Linked DNA regions of Mus musculus: region 1 is linked to region 2. A link is a contact called in public HiChIP or PLAC-seq data. All regions are on one chromosome and are shown on one strand. The core of a region is the stretch at or near the end of the contact, and the rest is flanking DNA. Distances in the headings are between cores, read along the strand shown. Region 1 has its middle 14 kb from the start of Cxcl1. Region 2 overlaps Albfm1 (albumin superfamily member 1).

The links. HiChIP or PLAC-seq counts read pairs in DNA pulled down with a chosen protein or histone mark.
Region 1: a contact with region 2 is called in an H3K27ac HiChIP or PLAC-seq map of hepatocytes, with 4 times the contacts expected there. The contact joins two enhancer-like sites. A contact is called at or near these places in 6 of 484 Hi-C or Micro-C datasets (the 3T3-L1 cell line, the C3H10T1/2 cell line, brown adipocytes and 3 more) and 1 of 115 datasets of contacts at active chromatin or transcription factors (hepatocytes).

What each region holds. Positions count from the first base shown.
Region 1 is chr5:90,875,599-90,878,822 of GRCm38.p6, forward strand. No RefSeq gene overlaps it. Among named protein-coding and RNA genes, the nearest start is that of Cxcl1, 14 kb to the right of the region's middle. Within about 2 kb of position 1,728, at least 122 of the 459 cell types and tissues checked have an H3K27ac peak or open chromatin away from gene starts, as enhancers often do. A contact at or near this core is called in hepatocytes and tail fibroblasts, where this site is marked.
Region 2 is chr5:90,587,246-90,590,487 of GRCm38.p6, forward strand. All of the region lies in intron 12 of Albfm1 (albumin superfamily member 1), which reads left to right. Among named protein-coding and RNA genes, the nearest start is that of Gm42109, 3.9 kb to the left of the region's middle. Within about 2 kb of position 1,881, at least 48 of the 459 cell types and tissues checked have an H3K27ac peak or open chromatin away from gene starts, as enhancers often do. A contact at or near this core is called in hepatocytes and tail fibroblasts, where this site is marked.

The sequences.
Region 1 (3,224 bases), core at 478-2,977, 290 kb after region 2:
TGTTCATACTGCTCCCTCTATATGGTATAGACCAGTGGTTCTCAGTCTTAATGCTATGACTCTAAATACAGTTCCCCGTGTTGTAGTGACACCAACCATAAAATTATTTACATTGCTACTTCATAACTGTAATTTTGCTACTGCTATGAATAGTGATATAAGTATGTGTTTTCTAATGGTTGTAGGCGATTACTGTGAAAGGGTTGTTTGGTCCCCCGAAAGGGTCATAACTCACAAGTTGAGAACCCCTGAGGTGGACCTTTCACTTCTGGGTGTGATAGAACCCATACATCTACTAGTATCCTGAAAGAGAAACTGCCTACTTTCTGAGAATCCCTTTTCTCATTCCCCCTGTGTTCCCTCATACGGGTAAAGAGCAAGTTCCATTCTTCCCAGCCTACGAGGCCCTGCTCAGACTACTATTCTACTCTTATAAGACTACTTGGAGTTTCTCTCTTTAACAACAAGAGCTGAAAGTGAATCCCATTCCTCTAGAATTATAAAGAAGATCTGAGAAAACTACGCTGAACAGTCTTTCATTGTCACTCTGGCTCAGCAGCCAAGAGTTCCTTCTCTTGGTTCAGCTCTAACCTCAACATGCCTAGCCCGTGAGTCACAGATTCCTGAAGGCATACTTAATGGACACAGCGAGGAAGCTCTGTCCACACATGGGATTTCCCAAGGATTTAAAAATCTCCCTTTAAAATACCCTTTCCCAAGCATTTCCATCACAGATGCCTCTATCTGTGAAACAGGGCACTGCTACTCTGCAGATAAACCAGGATAATTCCCAGGAGAAGCTGCCTCAAGGAGCTACAAAAGAAGGCACGGGGGATATTTAAGATATTCAGCCCACAAACTTAATAAACTCAAACTCAACCTGCACATTTTAATAGAGCAGACTTTAGGCTGTTTCAGGCAAAGGCATAAAAGATATTTAGCTCCTAAACATGCCAGATCCATACTGAACATACAAAAGTTTTTGTAGAGCTGACTGGTTTGGGCAAGGATTAAAAAGACAGATGGAAATTTCTATGACTGGATCAAGATTCCAGATTAGTGCCAAGAAAAAAAAAACTACCTCTTTTAGCATAAGCTATTGGAAAGCATTAGTTAAGCGCACTGTGGTGACATAGTTCTGATTCACTACTCTGACCTTCATCGCAGTTACTAGTTACTAGGGTCGGTTCCTAATCTAAACATGAGGGTGAACAGTTTTACAGAATTTAAGCAACCACGTTCAATCAAGCAGATCAGAACTTCAAGACAGTAATAGGTGCATGACCACAAAGAAGCTCAACCCCTTGGCAGGGCAAGCTTTTGCCAAAGCTATGGAAAGGGTCCCAGGAATGTATGTCATTTAGTTTTAAAAAATATGCTGACGTCCTATGTTTCAATGAAGCTGATTAGAACTGTGTTCTCTTCCTTTTACCGCCACTTCCTCTCTTGGCTCTTCTGGTGTTGTGTGACGCTGGTACAGCTGTAAGCACTTTTGAACTCCAGCTAAGGAGTCAAATTTAGCATATGTTTAGTGATATTTATTGGTTCACGGTCACATTCTGGATGTCTCTAGTGTATTAGCCTTCCTAGTGAGAATACCTTTTGTAAATGCCTTTTTGTTCACTATACATATATTTTCAGCTTCCTGATGCAGAAGTCAGACTGTGTCTGAATCATCCAGGCTAGCATGGCACAGCTGTGGAGAAATAAGGTCAAAGTGCAGATAGCTAGAAGATAGTCTTCCTATTAGTAGGGTGTAGAGTTGTATGCAGATAGGTAAGCCTGTTTCAGTCCTACACTAAAGGAATCATCTCAAAATGTGTTCAATATAATCAATGTCTTCAATTGTTCATCTTCATGCATTTTTTGGTATGTGTTTGGAATGATCATGCTTGACTGGAATTGGAGCATGTTACATAGAATCTACCAAGACTTCACTGTTTGTAGATCATGCACCTGTAAGACAGAAAACTCTGTATATGAAGTTGTGTTCTAGTGTCATCTCTGTTACTGTGATAAAACACTGACCAATAGCAATGTAGGGTAGAAAAGGCATTATTTCAGCTTAAAGGTGATAGGGTTCATCACTGAGAGGAGTGAGGGTACAGACTTAAGCAGAAAATTTAAGCAGGAACTCAAACATCTTTCACCTCTAGACAGGATGGAAACAAAACAAAGCAACAATAGCAACAACAAAACAATGGCTAAATAATAAAGAGACACTATTTTCAATGCAGTTTATATTCCTGCTATTTTCTCAACTTTCTAAATTTGTAATGTGTTATTTTGTTGTTTAAGATAAATGTTTCTTTCTGTGCTCAGTTTTAAACTGAAATTTGCATTCTTCCTTTTAGGATGATCCCAAAGGGCATTATGCCCTTTGGGCTTCATGAAACTTCTCTCTGTCAAACTTTTAAAACATTTTGCAGTTTTAAACTTCTGAAAAGTTTCATGCACACATTAATCCACTGTAAACTCCTCTATGTACCATGAATGATCTTTGTTCCTCACATGGACTCAAAGGACAGTGTGGCCTGGACGTGAAGGGTGGCCTGGTCCCAACTGGCTCTGATCCCTTCTCTATATCTCTGTGTGACCTTGATGTTGACTCTTTATTTCCATGCCCTAATGTGCAAAAACAAACAGGAGAAGAAATTCAGAGAAGAAGAACAAGGAGTCAAGGATAATTGGAAAGACTTAACTCAGTGTTTAACCAATATAGTAATAACAGTTAACATAACAACTCAATTAATAAGCTATAATCAAAGTGCCACAGAAATTTGGACACATTTTTACACTTAAAAAAATAATGATTTTTGGTACTCTTAGATCTACTTAAAGTATTATTCTTAAACCATTAACGAGGTTTCTACTGTGGTCTATCTTATATTAAAAAGAATTGAAATAAGTTGAAAGTAGTTTTTATTTATTTATTTATTTACTTATTTATTTATTTATTTATTTATTTATTGGGTTTTTTTTTTTTCAAGATAGGGTTTCTCTGTAGCCCTGGCTGTCCTGGAACTCACTTTGTAGACCAGGCTGGCCTCGAACTCAGAAATCCACCTGCCTCTGCCTTCCAAGTGCTGGGATTAAAGGCATGCACCACCACCACCTGGCTGAAAGTAGTTTTATAAAAGACAAAATTTGAAGAATGACCTGACACAGTTGTCCATGATCACCTCTCTCTGCTCCTATTGCCTTCATTTGTCTCAGGGGTGTGT
Region 2 (3,242 bases), core at 631-3,130:
CTCCTCTCTTGTCCTCCTTTCCTCCTCCTCCTCCTCCTCCTCCTCCTCCTCCTCCTCCTCCTCCTCCTCCCCCTCCTCCTCCTCTTTCCTTTTCTCCTTATGGTCCCTGCCTGCTACCCCTAGTCCAGCCCAGTAACTGAAATTCCCACTCCCTCTGTTCTCCCTAGTAATTAGCTATAGCCACTTTTATTTGACCAATAGCTTTAAATTGGAGAGCAAGCTTTATACAACAAAGGCTGGTGTATGTGGGAATTGACTCATGTGAGGGCAAGTAGATCTTGGGAGTCAGTATTTAGCATTCATACATTTACATACATAGCACCAGACCAATCCCCAACATATATGTGTGTATATAACACATAATATATAATATACAACATATGATATGTAATATATAGCATGTTATAACCTATAACACAACACATAGCATATATAATATAGAATATTAACACAACATATAATATATAATATAGCATATAATATATAATATGTGCATATATATATCCATTCCTCCTCCCTTTTCTTCCTCTTATAATAAGAATGGACACATTCTTTCTACTTGATGGTTATGTGACGATCAGGTAAAGCTGTTAGTTACATTCTTAGTTTGTAGTTGAAAGTCCAGGGAAAGTAGAGAACGGAGATGAGCAACACTTTGCAGACTTGCATATGACCACAGAAATGTATCTATGCCTATAGCATTTACACTAAACAGCATAAGCTAAATACTGTATCTTTCTGCTAAAGGCTACTGTAACTTAGTGACAATTAGCCCAGGCTCCATGTGAGAATACAAGAAAGAAGTTAATTTCTACTCTAGAAAGCAAGGTTTGCTGCTCCTTGAAGAAGAGACACAGCTAGGTAGCACTGTGTTATTACTTCATCAAATCCTCACTGCAAGTCTCCGAGGCAGGTAACATCATTGCACCGTTCTAGTTATGAAGAAACGAGGGGATGAGAAAGCAGGTCTCACTCTGAGACCACGAAACAGGGGCAGGAAGCAGAAGCTGAGGGCATAGGAAAACTGAAGAGTAACAGGTTAACAGGAAATAGAAGCTGGGCCTGCTGGAAGGAACCTGGAGTCCTAACTATTCAGAGGGACTGCAGAGTTCTGGGCAAGCCTGGGCTACACAGTGAGTGAGGCCAGTCTGACTTACATATGTAGTGAGGCTGTCTCTAAATCTGAAAAATTATTTTTAAAAGGTCTGGGGATATAGCTCAGTGTATATGCGCAGTATACAGTATATGTTCATCCCAAGCACGAGTAAGGCTTGTCTTTACTCCCTAGTACTTAGTAAAAGAAAAAGAAACTAGATACTAGACCGTCGAAGAAACTATTTGAAAGCAAGTATGAAAACTAATGTGAAAGTTAATTTTAAATAGCATATAAATAGAAGGATTTGCTTTAAAGGAAATGATAGATAATTTAGTGAAAATTGAAAACTGTGGAAACAAAAACCTGGAAACAAATTGGTAGTAATTAGGGTCAAAATTGGACATAAAAAATGTAAAGGTAAACTAAAAAACTGAAATATTGAGAATACAAGTGGAGCAGAGGCTGCCTGGGAGAGACTGGGGTTGAGGAGCAGAGAGGACAGAAGAGGTAAACAGCTTCGAAAGGAACCCCTGGGTGTGACCTCAGTGGGGGTGAGCTCTGCTTCGAGCCAGTAGAGCCCTCCCACGCCCATCGCCCTTACAGAAACGGCAGCTTTTGTGTTCGGAGTGGTCAGAAGTAACGACTCCCCGAGGTTCTCGTTCTGAACCTCATTTCCAGATGTCCTGAATTCGGGCGATGGGAGACCCATTCTCGCCCATCATCCATAGGGAAGGCCATTTCTTCTTGTTTCGGGGTGAACTTCCATCCTCAGCTCTTGTGCTCTTCCTCCCTCTATTGGCCATTCTGAGAACTGCATCCATGAACTAGCTGCCGGGCCGGCGGAAAGCAAGCCTGGAGCGAGGAGAAAAAGCTATTTCCAGAGATGAGACTAGAGCCCTTGAGAGGTGTGAGGAGGTGTTTGGGAACTCGCAGTTGTGAGTCAGAAGAGAGAGGGGAGTGTACGTGAGGAAGCTTCATTATAACTGAAGACTTCATTAGGATAGTCAAGACCGTCCCTGTATATGTAAGAGAGCTGGGGTGAGGTACCCTTTTCGTGTGGGTGTCAGGAGGGAAGGGGATTCTGATGGAAGAACATAGTTAAAAATGGGTGCAGGTGGACCTACCATCACCACCGTCACCATTATCAACACCACAACCATCACCACCACCACCATCACCATCATCGCCACCATCCCCATCATCCCCATCATCGCCATCATCGCCATCACCACCTCCATCATGCTTAGAAACAGAGAAGTCCTGTGGTGTAGGTTGCCAGGGTTCATGATCTGAAGTTTTCCAAGTAACACTAGAGTAAGAGAAATAAGGAAATGCTTGTCAACGTGTATACATTTCCAACTATAGGACGAGCCAGTTCTAGGTCTGGAGAGACGGCTGGGGGTGGGGCTAACGTGCTTACGGTAGAAGCATGAGACCCGAGTTTCACCTTCAGCACACCTACAGAACCTAAGTGAAGCTTCAAACACCTGCAACAACAGAGGCAGAGACAGGAGGCTCTCTGGACCTGCCTGACAGGCTAGTCCTGCTGCTCCCACGAGCTTCAGATTCTCTGACAAATACACTCACATGTATGTCTGTTTCTGTGGCCTGGGACTCAGGTTAGACTCATCTCCTGGTACGTGGCCCAGATACTTCAGTGCCACAAGCAATTGCTTTAGTAGGAGTGTGTGTGTGTGTGTGTGTGTGTGTGTGTGTGTGTGCTGACCCAACTGCAATGGGAAGAATTCTGTGCTCCTTACTCCGAATAGTCAATTTGTTAGAATCTGATAGTTATCATTCAAAGGTGGTATAAACTGGTTGGATTATATACCCACATTATGTAGATTAAATGGCACAGAGACACAAACACGCTGTCTTCATTGGAGACGGACTCCGGTTAGGTCTACTTAAGAATGAAGGCTGAATATGGACAGAACAGTTGGCAAGAAAGATTATGTTATATTATATTCTGATTTAAAAAAAATATTGAGAGCCGGGCAGTGGTGGTGCATACCTTTAATCCCAGCACTTGGGAGGCAGAGACAGGCAGATTTCTGAGTTCGAGGCCAGCCTGGTCTACAGAGCGAGTTTCAGGACAGCCAGGGCTACACAGAGAAACCCTGTCTCGAAAAAACAAAAAACAAAA